Linked DNA regions of Mus musculus: all the other regions are linked to region 1. A link is a contact called in public promoter capture Hi-C data. All regions are on one chromosome and are shown on one strand. The core of a region is the stretch at or near the end of the contact, and the rest is flanking DNA. Distances in the headings are between cores, read along the strand shown. Region 1 holds the start of Pdcd10 (programmed cell death 10). Region 2 holds the start of Tmem144 (transmembrane protein 144). Region 3 holds the start of Fnip2 (folliculin interacting protein 2).

The links. Promoter capture Hi-C pulls out the DNA fragments that hold promoters and counts their contacts.
Region 2: a contact with region 1 is called in a promoter capture Hi-C map of pre-B cells. The contact joins the promoter of Tmem144 here to the promoter of Pdcd10 in region 1. A contact is called at or near these places in 3 of 39 promoter capture datasets (the HPC-7 cell line, liver and pre-B cells) and 2 of 484 Hi-C or Micro-C datasets (CD4 T cells and pre-B cells).
Region 3: a contact with region 1 is called in a promoter capture Hi-C map of pre-B cells. The contact joins the promoter of Fnip2 here to the promoter of Pdcd10 in region 1. A contact is called at or near these places in 2 of 39 promoter capture datasets (cranial neural crest and pre-B cells).

The regions. Positions count from the first base shown.
Region 1 is chr3:75,554,225-75,559,025 of GRCm38.p6, forward strand. It overlaps Pdcd10 (programmed cell death 10), which reads right to left and starts at 2,628. Exons shown (of 8, transcript NM_019745.4): 1 at 2,498-2,628. Serpini1 (serine (or cysteine) peptidase inhibitor, clade I, member 1) reads left to right here and starts at 3,269. Exons shown (of 9, transcript NM_009250.3): 1 at 3,269-3,418.
Region 2 is chr3:79,840,235-79,845,035 of GRCm38.p6, forward strand. It overlaps Tmem144 (transmembrane protein 144), which reads right to left and starts at 2,675. Exons shown (of 12, transcript NM_001379543.1): 1 at 2,537-2,675.
Region 3 is chr3:79,565,458-79,570,258 of GRCm38.p6, forward strand. Fnip2 (folliculin interacting protein 2) reads right to left here and starts at 2,222. Exons shown (of 17, transcript NM_001162999.2): 1 at 2,052-2,222. The coding sequence starts at 2,146. It overlaps 4930589L23Rik (RIKEN cDNA 4930589L23 gene), which reads left to right and starts at 2,735. Exons shown (of 2, transcript NR_152118.1): 1 at 2,735-3,741.

The sequences.
Region 1 (4,801 bases), core at 1,378-3,877:
AAAATGCTAAGTTACACAGAAGTTTTGCTGTAAAAGAAAATAAAACTCCCTTATACTAGACAGGTGGAAAGTTGGAATTTGTAAAATTGTCCCCAAATCAGGAAGAAACTTATATGAGAAAAAAAGGTGACAGCTGAGAATAAGTTTGGAGACATTCAGGAAATTGAGGACAAATTAGTAGCATTAAACAGAATAAGGAGATAGTGACATCTGTAATGGTCAGTCTTTTTCTTACATAAAATAATCGAAGTTTGAACACAATATTAAAACCTATAGTGAAAATACATGGATTAATTATAAGCTGATCTTTTCCAGGTCATATGACCTTGGGAAAGTCACCTAGCCATTCCTTTTCCATTCCCCTTAGCCACTCAATTATTCTACCAAGACTAAAAAGATAAATAATATATAGACCCTGTTCTTACAGACTACTCTTTAAGAGAGAGATGGCTCTTTAAGGAAAACCTCCAAAGTCCTGCAATGGATAGTGTCTGAGAGTTGATGCAAAGCTCTTTAAGGGAACAAATGTGGGCAAAGAGAGCTGCACACTACAGGCAAACATCCGATCTGTGAGCTCTAGCTAGAGCCTGAAGGATGTTCAAAATCATCTTCTCTGTTCATCTCACTGTTCATCTCAGCACTTACACTGTAGTGACGATGAAACAGGACAGTATGATGGGCCTCAGAGATACAGACAGAGTTGGAGTAGGACTAAATCAAAGACAAAACTTTTTTTGTTGTTAAAAAAGTCCTTCCATAACCAACACAGCTGTGTGCCACTTAAAACTTATTTCATACCTTTCCCAGCAAACAACAAATGTCCACACTGTCATCTAGAAAATATATTAGCATTCTTGCTTTACCAGCACTGACTTACATATGGCCCACTCAAATTAATGCACTTCAAACTCCACTTCAAAACCAATTAATCCCAGATAATTTCCCTTTTGTTAGTGACTTTTCCCTTACTGTGACGTGTGGTGTTACATTATTCCTGATTTTGCTTCATTTTATGGTACCACAACTCTCCATTTTCTTTAAAAGTCCCCTTCAAACAAGACCATTTTGACTGGTTCTTCTGATCCCAGAAACAGCTTTGCATTAAAAAAAAATTAATATTAATCATGGCAAGCAAAGCACATTCAATATATAGCATATATACTTACAGTACATACTATGTATTTATATTTTAATTTACATAGTAAGCCTGCAGTTCTTTCCATTCAATATAGAAGCATCATTTTTATCATTCATTAACATTAAATAAGAATGAATTAAAACTCACTGATGATGCCAAGAAAAGAAAATATACAAGTGTATGTTTTACTGTCTACACATGGAGTGAAGAAAATGAGAGAAAAGTAAAAACCTGACCCCCCCCCCCAAAGGGTCACTTCTTGTAATGAACATGGTACAATTTCTCCAAGATTCTGCACTTAATTTTCACTTAATGAAAGCATGAATATCTGTAAAGTAAGTTCTGTGAAAGTTTCACCCATAGTTTTTGAAAATGGTAAGAAAATAGAAATGAAAAGGACTATTCTCTTAATGGCAACACTGAGCTATTCCTAAATATTATCTATCCTTTAAAAATGGCGTGTGGAAAGTGAGTGTTATCATTCAGTAGACCCCAGAAAAAGGGGTAAAGATCTAAGCTAAAGCGATCCTTCCTGTTTTACAGAACATTAGAGAGGATGCTTTGGCAAAGCTTCCACTCCACGTCAACAAACCAACTCTCTGCACCTCACAACCGTTTCTGACAAACAGGCACACTACTTTGCAACTTCTTCTATCTGCTTCCAGTACTACCACCCACCTCCCCACTCTTTCTTCCTAAGCCGACAACTCTGGTCAGAAACTGGACTTTCGGAGGACTAGACTCTGAAGATCTGTGTGACCTTGGGCACGTCATTTGCTTCTACAGTAGTCTCATTAGCATCCCAAAGTGAAAGCGCTTCGAGGGCACTTGAGAAGTATACATCCATCTGACGTATTGGAGTCAAGAGGCACAAACCTTCCGAGTTAAGAATCACCTCCTCAGAGAGGAAATTGGAACTGAGTCGGAACTGTCAACACTGTCTCTCTTCTTCCCTCAAAGGGCATAACCCCAGCCACACCGGGAGGCGACTCCCGGGCACCCACGCTCCCTCCAGGCCTAGCCAAGCTTTAGCCTCACCTGCCCGGGACCTCACCCCACCACATCCGCCCCCTCGGTCAGTGGAGACCCGGGAGGCCGACCTCACCCTTCCCCTCCACCCAAACCCACAGCGGACTTCCTGGAGGCGCCGGGCCGGGCTGGGCAGGAGGCATTTACAAACCCAGCTTTCCGCAGCTCGCGTAGAGACCTCGCTGACGCCCACAAGGCCCGGCTCCCCACCCGTCCGCCCCGCCGGCCAGAGCCTAGCCTCAGCACCTCCGCCTCGGTCCCCGCCTGACCCCAGGCCGCTCTGGCTGCCCACGGAGCCGTGCGGACCCGAACCGAGAAACCTCGCCTTACCGGCAACTGAGGCACGGACTTCACTTCCCACCTTTGGAGCCCTCTTCAACTCCCGGATCAATTCACTCCGGCGACGCCGGAAGGACCCGAAAGGAACCAGGCGTTGTCCGGAATCCTGCCCAGCAGGAGTCGCGCAAGGCCCGATGGGGATTTGTAGTTCCGCCCTCCATTTCCGTTAGCACTTCCTGCAATAGTAAGACTACATTTCCCAGAAGGCTGTGCGAGAACGCCTTAGGCAATAGGTGGGGACACTTCTAGCAAATCAGAAGAGAGTTCCCTGTCTTTGAGGGAGGGGAGGAGATGAAGAGAGAGCGCGCCCAGAAACGAGGGAGGGCGGGGCCGAGTCTCACCTGCACCAATCAGAATGAGAAGATAGCCCACAACGCCACGCCCACCGATGGGAGGTGCCCTCGGATGGGTGTAAAGAAAAGGGCGGGGGGCCAGAGGTAGCAAGCGACAGGAGGCTGGGCTGAGTCCATGGGTAGGCGGGGAGGAAGGCTCTAGGGGCTAGACCGGTGGGCTCCGCCTACTCCGAAGCAACAGTACCCCCATACCCCCAAAGGACAGCCCACTCCCGTGTTCACTGGACCAGCCGGCTAAAAGAGCTAAGCAGGACCTGAGGAAGGGCCAGGTGCGATGCCAGAGGGGAGAAAGTCCGAAATGAAGGGGTCAGAGCACCAGGAACTAAGAGACCTCGGGTACCGCTCTGCGCCTAGGCTGCGCAGATGGCAGTGGGAGGAGCCGCAGCCCGAGCTTCGGCCAATTAGAGGCGGGGAAGGCGGAGCTTGAATCTCAGAAGAAGCTTCAGCTCAGCCTAGTCTGTAGTTTCCCTGGAGAGAGGCAAGAGCAGCATCCGGAGCAGTCTCAGCCTGCCCAGCATCCTCTCCAGCATCCCGAGCGGGGATTGCAGGTGTGAAGGAGGTAAGCGTGGGCGCCACTTGCGGGCTACAGCACAGCAACCTGGGGAGGAAGGCATCTGACAATAGGAACGCCTGGATACTGGAGGAAAGAGTGCTATGTTGACTTAGGATCGCGGTGCAAACCTTTTCAGTACAATTACGTACAATTACAGACTTTGGTAGAGAGAGAGAAAAAAAACAAAAAACAAAAGGTAACTCTGCCTGGGATATTAAGGGCGTGGTTAAGGATTTTGTTTTGAGTTGCACCATTAAAACTGGTCTGGGAGATCACAAGATTGAAGAAAGCCCTGCTAATTGAGTACCAGGTGGATGGTGTCAAGCTAGATGCGTAGCTGTTAAAAAGGCAAAATTGGCATTGATAGAGAACCACTTTGTAACTGTTTCACTAAGAAAATAACTTTGTCCTCTTCAGTGCCTGACGCTTGTGTTAGTTTATCAGATTGTCCTGCCACGGACAGTCTATCCAAGATAACCGGTTGTATTGCAGGGTCTTTGGATTGCAAAAGATATGGGTTAAAGAAGCAAATAATAAGATAGGATGGGTTCCGGCTAAACCTATCCTAAGTATAACTTTTACCAGCATTAATGAGAAAATAAATTGAAATGGGTGGGTATTTGGCTTTTCCTTCCTGCTGGCGCTGGAATATTGAAACAAAGACCTGGGTTTAGCCTACAACGGGAACATATGGTGTACTTCCTCGCTGCTTCTTATTCTCTCATTTGTGTCCGGTAACGTTTGTTCGTGTTTTAAAAACAGGAGTACAAGGGAACTGTGTGGAGGAGCTTTCCTCTATTGAAGAGAGTATGTGTAAAATGATAACCTTTAGTATTTTATAATGGGCTCTCATTTTAGAGGTATATAGTATCACACAATAATAGTTCATTCTCATTGTGTGTATACTCTTTTGAATGCTAGTAATACATACGGGTGGAATTATGTTGTAATACTTGTTATGTTAGGTAGTCAATCCTACCTTTGCACCTATGACAGATTACAGCCTTTTGGGTTGGAAAAGTACTAAAATTCTACGTGCTTAGTTCATTTTTTTGTTGTGAAATAGTGTCCCAGATTATATGCCTGTTAGTCATGTAGCATATTGCAGCATACTCTGCTCTGAAATGGCTTTCTTGTGACAGTTGACTATTCCATAGGGTGCCAGAATACTTGAGATTGTTTAAAGAGGGGTCAATAAGATCCAGAAATCACCTTCTATTTTCTTCTTTTGTCATACTATTCTGGTTTACTGCAAGATTTTGAATTTTGTTTTTGCAGTGCACACAAGATGCCTTCTAAAACTAAAGTGGCTCAAAGGTATTCTCTCCATTACTTAAGGTTCAGTCCTACTAAGTGCAGATACTGATGAGAGATGCCCACTACTAAATT
Region 2 (4,801 bases), core at 1,425-3,924, 4.3 Mb after region 1:
AAGCTGGAAAGAACCCAGATGCCCCTCAGCAGAGGAATGGATACAGAAAATGTGGTACATTTACACAATGGAGTACTACTCAGATATTAATATGCACTCACTGATAAGTGGATATTAGTCCAGAAACTTAGAATACCCAAGATACAAGTTTCAAAAAATATCAATCCTTTTTTTAATCACGAACTTATAATAAGATAAACCATTTTTTTTCCCTTCAGAGTTTGAAAATCTAACTTTTCACAGGATCTGGATCCAGTATTTTCTACATGAGAAGGGTCGTTTCCCTGTAAAGCAATCCGGCATGATGAACATGTTTCTGGTCTCTGTTGTGTCAATTAAATTCAAGCTTGCCTGAGAAGACTTTCAGAACTAAGTAAGTGTTTTGTAAGTGAGTTTTGCTGTGTTTGGGACATTCGCGTAAAGGTGCACTCAGGTTGCATGGCCATTACAGATTTAGGATCTTTTTTGTCCGTTGGTAGAGCCTTGGGTAGCAAGTTCATGGCTCAAGAGTCTTTCCTAAGGTACAGACCAGTGATGGAGCATGTGCTTAATATGACTGGACACTGGGTTCACTCCCCGGCACAGGGCACACACAGGATGTTCATGCTGTATGCATGCATAAATAAATATCTATACCATCAATTTTTAAAAATGAAGATAAAAGATGATCTTGCAAAATCCAACCTCACCAGCAGTGTGGTTCAAACGGCAGCTTACAGAAGAGTACAAAGTCGGCAGGTAGACATCCCTGCTGTGCACTCTGGGAGCACCAAGTCGCACAAAGTAACTAACCTTTCAATACAATTATTCAGGTCAAGACAAGGAAAGAAATCAGGTCTTCAGCTAAATTATATTTTAAGTACTCAGTTGACGAAGGTGTCCATCAGCCAAGATTCTGATCCCTGCAAATTTAGAATTTTCTGTCACTGTAAAAAGTTCTATCAGATATCATTGCTACAAAAAAAGTTCTGGCTCTCTCAGTGAAGAAAAGAGGAATGTGGTATCAGGAAAGATCCTTGGCACATACCAACAGCCCCAGCACTTGGGAACCTGTGTAAAGACTTCTCTTTGTTCACTAAATAAATAGGACAGATAAAAAAATATCAGGGCTTTTAAATACGAGGCAGGAGATTCCATTTAGACCTAATAAATAAGCAAATAACTAACAGGACTTCTAAATATGAGGCAGGAGAGCTATTTGGAAAGCTGTCCTGGGACTTAAAATACAGGTTTAATAGCGAAGAAATCATTTTTTTTCCATTTTAATTAAAACAAGCAAAGCAAGTGCATGGCTAAGAGGACAGTGCCTAACCATTTAATGAGGTAGATTATTTTACAGAAAAGAAGGCTCCACTAAGGGGTATTGATGGGCAGCCACAGGTTTCAGCCTGAATTGGATGAATAATTAGTAGTGCTAATTAGAGCGCATGACCTCATTTGACTGCTGAATCAACTCCAGTCAGTTATTGCCTTAGATAAACGATGTTCGTTTACAGCACACGGCTCCAGAGCATTTCCAAAAGCACATGATCTAATTCCCTGTGAACCAACAATCCCAGACTGCCATAAGGAAGAGTCCATCTCGCGTTAAATCAGTGACATTTCTGTGGTAAAGAGAAGCATCATTACTTTACTGAACATGTATCCCCAACCCTTTTTTCGCACAAACCTAGCCCCAAATTATTCCTCTAAAAATCTTATTTTCAGTCTAGGTTGGTAGCAAGCTAACTTCCGGCACTCAGAAGGCAGAAGCAGGAAGATCTTTGAGATCATCGCCTGCTTGGTTTACATAGCTAGTTCCAGACCATCCAGGACAACACTAGTGTGACCCTGTCTTTAAAAAAGCAAGCAAGCAAACAAAATCCATTATTATTATTATTATTATTATTATTATTATATTTTTTAATAATACGGCATGCTCGGCAAACGCTCTGCTCAGCTATACCCGAACCCCGTTTTTACTTTGTTTGATTTGAGACAGTCTCGCCAAGCTTTTCTAGGCAGACTTTAAACTCGCTTCAGAGCTCAGTCAAGCTTTAAACTTGTGCTAGATCCCTCCCATTCATTTAAAATTTTTTCAAGTTTTAGTTAGACAATAGGACCATAAATATCACGTGGGTCAGGTAGCACGTGACCTGCCCACACGCGTTTACCTTAGACAGATTACCAACCAGGCAGCAGCTATCGAAATAGTTCGTATTTCTCCAAGGTAAAAGCTTTCAACATTCCGTGGAAAAGTCTCAAGTCCAAGGATTCTAAGGTTTACGTGTTAAGTATCCACTTAATATTTTATTAAGCTACATTCATTCTTTCTAAAAAATTTACTACTTTCGTTTCATTACTGGTATATCTGCTTTTTCTCCCGACTACTTTAAAGTTTTAAGCAGCTCCTCCCCTGCGTTTAAGATAGTGCCGGCGCTCGATCAATGCCGCCTGCTCTAGTTTAAAGATTTCATTTCTGGTTTCCTTTAATTTCCTCCAATCTGAGTGCAGCTTCGCCTGTCTCTGGGCTGACGTCACGAGTGCTGGCACTTACTTGCTCTGCGAGTTTTCCCGAGGAGCTGAAGGTTGCAGGGCGGCTCTCAGACCCAGGGGCACCTTAGACTCAGGTGACCTGGTGGGGTCTCACTGCGCTGACTCTTCCCTGGACGCGTGCGGACTTCCTGCCGGAATCTGAAGGGAGACCGGAGTCCCTCCCAGGCGGAGGCTCAGGACACCCTCCCAGCGGAGGGCTGGAGCTCAGTCAGGTGACTAAGGAGTCCTCAGGCCCTCTGTCAGTCAGCGAGTTAACTAGAGAGTGTCGTGCCCCCCCCCCCCCCCCCCCTTTAAAGAAGAGCTCGTTCAGTGAGTAGCAAGTCACCTTCTGCTAAACACCACACCTTTAATTGTGCAGTTTGTGGATGAGACAAAGCCGGAGCTACCTCACACAGTTACAAAATAAATGCTCATTCCATCCCGGTTTGCCTTTGTTGTTAGGCAATCTCTCCTAATTTGCACTCCCAACTCTCATTCCCCCTTTTTAAAGTTGAGACAGCTTATTCCGAAGTTGCCTAGACTGGCTTAACGCTCACTCCACAGCCCAAGTAGACTCTGTGATCCTCCTGCCTCAGCCTCCCATGTAGCTGGAATCATGAGCTTAGACAAATGTAAACAATTAATGTGTGCTACTGTAATGTGAACTAAATGCCTTTGTGGCTTGCTGGCACATTTCAGTAGACAAGGGAGGTGGCTTTATACAAATCCATACACTGGAGTTGCGGAAAATAAAGCTTGGCCCGGGAGGTAATTTCTTTGAAAATAGCTTCCAGGAAGCTTTCCTGTGAAACCAGGCTGTGCATCACGTTCCAGAGCAGTAGCTGTATCCCACCCCACCTAAAGAGCTGTAAGAATCAAGAGCAATGGACAGGAGTGCAGGCTTCGGACATCCGATTGAGATTCAGAGGTAAAAGCAACCACTAGCATATGATGTAGATTTACCTGCCTCTTCTGTAGCTGAAAACCACGTGTGTGTGTGTGTGTGTGTGTGACTGTGTGCGTGCGCGTGTGTGTGTATGTGTGCGCGCACGTCCATATGTGTGTCTGTGTGTGCGCTCGTGTGTGTGTGTGTGTGTGTGTGTGTGTGTGTTTGTGTGTGTGTGTGTTCATCTCTCTCTGTCTCCCTCTCTCCCTCTCTCCCTCTCTCTCTCTCTCTCTCTCTCTCTCTCTCTCTCTCTCTGTGCATGTGTTCGTGTGAGTGTGTGTGTGTGACTGTGTGCGTGTGTGTGTGCGTGCATGTGTGTGTATGTGTGCGCGCGCGTCCATATGTGTCTGTGTGCGCGCTCTTGTGTGTGTGTGTGTGTGTGTGTGTGTGTGTGTGTGTGTGTGTGACAGACCTCTCCTAGACAGCAAGGCTGTCTCTCTAGGCCGGATACTAGCACAGCAGAAGACACAGATGTGAACTTCAAGAAGAGGAAGTGCTAGGTCCTGGCCTAGTCTGAGTTTGAGGCAGGCAGGCCTCTTGGAGTGGATTAAGCTGACACCATCCACTATCTGGTCATGTGAGATTCACAAGAAAGAGAAGAAAAGTGGAGACGTTAGGAGATAAGGTTTCTTGAAAGGAAGCCTTGCTTTTCAACTCTACATCCATCAGAGAACTGCACTGGGAGGCAGAGTATCATGAAGAAAGAAAGAAGGTCATTTTCTTAAGAGAAATGATTAATTTAGTGATTGAAAAAATCGAGAAACTTCCTGTTTATGTGCACACATAAACAGGCAGAGATTTGCTTATTAAGTTTAACTTTATGTACTTTGCAATTAATTTCTTTAAATTTTTCCACATTAAATTAAGGTGTTTTGGCAACAACCATAATGTATATGCAGAGGACCTAACGCAGACCCATGGCAGGCTCTGTAATTGCCGGTTCAATCTCCGTGAGCCTCTATGAGCCCTGCTTAGTTGATTCTGTGGGCCGTGTTCTTGTGTTCCTCTGGTTCCTACAATTCCCCGCCTCTTCCACGGGGTCTCCGGAGCCCAAGGGGAGGAACCCAGTGGAGATCTCCAATTTGGGCTCTATGAAACTAATGTTTGACTGTGGGTCTATGCATCTGTTCCTCTCAGCTGTCAGAGGAAGCCCAACTGAGTATTTCAAACTAAGATAGGTTTGCATACTCTTTAGACATCATCTATTGTACACACAGTAGAAGACACTGTAGGAGGAACTTTTATATGTACTGGGCAAGCAAAACATTCCCATGATTCACGTTGCTACTGTCTTTGCTCTACTGCAGCTGTCTGGAGCAGAGTCAGCACAGTTTCCAAGTT
Region 3 (4,801 bases), core at 972-3,471, 4.0 Mb after region 1:
AGCACAGTAAAAAAAGTTAAAGACTGCACTTTCTTCTCCCTTAAACACCAAATGAGAAGACAGAACATGGTACTAATATTGTACTCACAAAGTGGGAATCAATTTTCCTAATATGGCCGAGCCCTAAATATAGCCACATTTTTTTGTTGTTGTTGCTGTTGCTCAAAATACACTGAATTTAACCTTATCCATGGGAAGGGAAGAGTGCTGGTGGACAAGTAGGCAGGGAACGTAAGAAACAGTGACAAGTACCACGCATCTCCACGGGCACTCAAATGGCTGTAATGTCCTTGGTAAGGGCCACCAAAGAAGACACCTGAGGAATCTTGGTCTAGTCTAGGATTCCAAGAAGAATTAACATGTCCTGACTCCAAAGTAATTCTACAACTCAGAGACGTTAGACGACAGCATCACGGGTAGGCAGACAAATAGAAGGCACAGAATCAGGTCCAGTCTGCCTAACGGAAATGCACTGACCATGATCCAGGCAGTCCTCACAATTTACCTTCCAACCTCCCACCACACACACACACACACACACACACACACACACAAATGCTGCTATTCTGTTTAATGTCTCATTCTCTCCAAGTTGGAGCCAGGGATGGCAGCACGTGCTTACTGTAATCTTACACTTGAGAAGCACTAACAGGACGATCAGGTCATCAATTGATCGAAGCTAGCCTGGGCTACATAAAACTGGAAATACAAGATAAAAGAAAATCTTATATAACTATAGGAATGTGTTTGTATGTGTTTTGAATGAATTTTTATGCAATAAAGGAGATGAGATTTAATCAAAATTCATTTCAAATGCGATGCTTCATGTTGGTGTTCCCAGAACTTGAGAAGCTAAGGCAGGAAGATTGTCAAGAGTTTAAAGCCAGCCTGGACTAATGAGACCTTTGTTTGTTTGTTTGTTTGTTTTTAAAAAAAATTCAAAGTCTTACATTCTGAACATAAAGTATCCCTAGAAGGTCTGAATCGGTGTGAGGTGTTCAGTTTTCTGTTTTGTTTTGTTTTGTTTTATAGTGATGAAAACTTAAATGGCAAATAAAATGTTTTCTCAACTAGTAGTGCTGAGAGACAGTACAGGACCCAGGAGAGCATCTTTGGAAACTTACCACTCAAAAGCAGAATAGTATAGGGATGTTACTGAGAGCCAATTGCTTAGCTCAAAATGCAAGACCAGCCGCCACTTAGAGCTGTGGGTCTTGAGCCAGCTTAACACATGCTAATCCAAAGGTATGTGTTCCGAAGATGAACTATTAAATATCTGCCTCTGCTTTGTTAAATTAGAACCCGAGACGTTTCATAAAAAGCATTTCCCTCCCTTTCCACTCATCATGCGGCATCAGCCTTCTAACTGATGAGGAAATTACACACTTTTATTCATCCGCCGGCGAGCTTGTCATACACTGCAAGAAAGAAGCTGCTTTTTTCGTGGCTTCACCCTTTCCAACTTCAAAATACTGTCACATACTCAGTGGGTTGGAGCTGCCTGCAAAATGACAGCTTACAGGCTCTGGGGCAGGGGAGACGCAGGTGACTCTCCCTCCAGAGACCCTGGAAGGTACACACCGGTCCCAGACGTGCTCAGACACGGGGGCATATGGAGAAATTTTGTGGGGCACCTGAGGAAAGAGGGCAGAGGATGGCGCAGGGCTCCCACCTGGGGAGACCTGGAGAGCAAGGAAGGAGGACGGCGCTGAGGTTCCACCCAGAAGGAGCAGTAGAAAAGGGACAGGGCGGTTCGCGGCTCTGAGACCCTGAAAGAAGTGGAAAGAGGAGCCCAACCTGGGAGAACCCGGCGAGGGAGGGAAGAGGATGCTGCTGGGTCCCACCCAGAAAGAGGGGCGAGAGAGGCGTGGGGTCCCACCCGGGAGGACCGGGACAGAGGAGAGTGAGAGACTGGGGTCTTTCCCAGGAGGATCTGGGAAGAAGGGACAGGGTGGCGCGGGGTCCCGCCCAGGAGGAGGGGACAGGGTGGCGCGGGGGTCCGGTCTCCATGCAGCCCGCCTGAGGCCTCCCTCCCGCTCGCACGCGCTCACCTGAAGGCCGGCTCCTCCTTGGGCGGCCGGGCCTGGGCAGACGCTGCGCCGCCGCCCCTTTTGTTGAAGAGCTTCTGGAGCAGGGTCGGGGCCATGGCGTGCACGCGGCGGCCCGGGCGGGCGGCCACGCTCCGGGACCCGACGGCTCAGCGCGCAGCCCACGGCGGCCGCGGCGGGGCCATGGCGACGGGGGCGCGGCCGCCCGGAGGGGCGCGAGCGCGGGACCGCTGCAGCGGACGGAAGGTGCGGCGCCGCGGCCGCCGGCCGGTCATATGACGGAGCCGGCCCGCCCGGCTGACAGCTCGCTCCCGCGGGAGGAGGAGCGCGGAGAGGGCAGCACGAGGGAGAGGGAGGAGCACGGGAAGAAGAGGAGGGAGAGCATGAGGGAGGGGAGGAGCACGAGGATGGCAGGGAGGGGGGTGCACGAGCGAGGGGGAGGAGCGCCGGGAGGAGGGAGGAGGAGCGTCAGAAGGCAGCACGAGGGACTGGGAGGAGCAAGAGGGACTGGGAGGAGCGCAGGCGATGAAGAGTGGAACGTGTTGGGAGGAATACAAGGGAGTGGGAGAGAGGAGTGGGCGATGGAGGAGGAGCGCCAGGGAAGCGGAGAGTGGAGCCGGGAGAGGCTCGTAGGGAGGAGTGGGGCGGGGCGTGTGGGGGGAGGGGGAGGAGCATAGAGGCCTAACGTCTCCATTGGCCAGCTTTACCCGCCCTGCGCCGACATCACTAGGGGTACGCCCGGAGTTATCACTCGCCGGGCTCTTACTGGGGCTAGAGAGTTGGGCGGGGTGCACGAGTCTTCACACACTTGACCTACTGAGCTCCAGAGCACAACTATGGAGGTTTTTGTTCTTTGGAAAGAAAAGCCCTTGAACTTGGTCCTCATTTTATCGGGTCCAGGACTCCCTAGCAGAAAACGTGGCCTGAGCTGGAGAAGCAACTTTAGTGCCTGACGTTGCTGCTGGGGATTCTGGCCCCTGCTGCATTTGAGGTCCCAGCAAGCAACTGCCGGAACCAGAGTAAATCAGCAGGCTCAATTTTGAATTTACAAACAGTTTATTCAGGTCACCGGGTTTTGTTTTGGTTTTTTTTGTTTTTTGGGGTTTTTTTGGGTTTTTTGGTGTGTTGGTTCCCACTGGTACATAAGTCACACAAAAGCTGTGCATGTACTAAGCCCATATGTGCGTGCGTTAAGCCCACATATACACACAAATGATTGCTTTCCTAGTTCGTGTTCACATTGGGCACATAAAAAAAAAAAAAAAAAACTCAATAGATTCTTTGATTTAGGGAAGCTGAGTGTGTGCTTAGACTCATTTGCCTGTGCTTTCACGCCTCAGACCCCCTGAGAATTTATTGTGCTGTGGTGCAAGACGTTAAAGAACCTGCGGTTATGAAGAGTCTGACCACATTCAAAACAGTTTATTAATCTGTTTTGCGGCCTAGAGCTCTAACGTGGTTCAGATGGTAGGTAGTAGAGCTAGAGTTAGTTACTTTTGAGTTCCACTCTGACTCCAGCAAATTTGAGGACGGTGAACAAATGACCCACCAAGATTTCTTAGACTTGATCAAAGGAAAGTTAAGGATGGAGAAACATGGCTCAGCAGTTACAAACATAAGCTGCGTTTGCACGGGACTGGAGATCTCTTCCCAGCAAGTGGATCAGAAAGCTCACAACCAAGTCCAACTCCAGGTCAGAAGTCGTCCTCCCCCTTTTGGTGCCCAAGGGCACTGCACTCAGAGGCACAAAGTTACACAATGCGCGCGCATGCACACACACACACACACACACACACACACACAGAGAGAGAGAGAGAGCGCTAAAAAGCAAAACAAGCAAACAAAAAAAGAGGACATTTAGACGTTTAAAAGCAAACATATTTCACAAATATAAGTAATCAAAAGAGGGGGTGGGGCATAGCTCTAATCTGCTCAAGGCCCCCAATCCAGAGGTTGCTTCCTGGTTTCTTAGTCCGGGTCTCTAGCACTGCCACATGGCTCTGTATGTGAAGAGGAACAGGGATATTGTGAATGCTTAGAGATGACAGGATAACAATGAAATGAAATGAAAACTGGGACTTGTGAGGGCTGTCTTCCACAAGCCGATCTATCAGTTCCTGTGACTTGTTTCCATATATGCATGCTCTGTAGTCTGTTTTAGTTTGATTTCTGTTATATTATCATAAATACTGCTTGTGACCTGCTGAAACCTGGTTCTCCTTCCTGAAGAAGCTAGAAGAAAAGCAGTTAGGAGTCGTTTCTTCCCTCCTAACTGAGATATAATTATTAATATTTAATATCTGGATATAATGTTACCACTATCTTGATAGAAGCTTGAAGATGAAACCAGGACAAGACATGGTGAAGACAGAGCCTTTAAGAGAATTTCATTTTTAAAAAATTTTTCTCTATTGCTTATCATATCATGAAGAAATTTGTATTTCAACTCCTAGTCTGCCAGAGAAAATACTCAACACCAATGATCTCATTCCAGTTTTGTTGTTGTTGGGGATTTAACCTAGGGCAAACTACTCTGTTCTCATGTGATTTGTGTGATATATATATATATATATATATATACATATATATATATATATATATATTAGATAAGTATAGTGTATATGTGTGTGTGCATGTATATACATACACACACACACACATATGTAAATATAAAACAGGCAGGTGCTACCCACCTGGTTTACCCAGTGCTGAGCTTTGGGTATGTTAGACAACATGAGCTGCATACCCAGCCC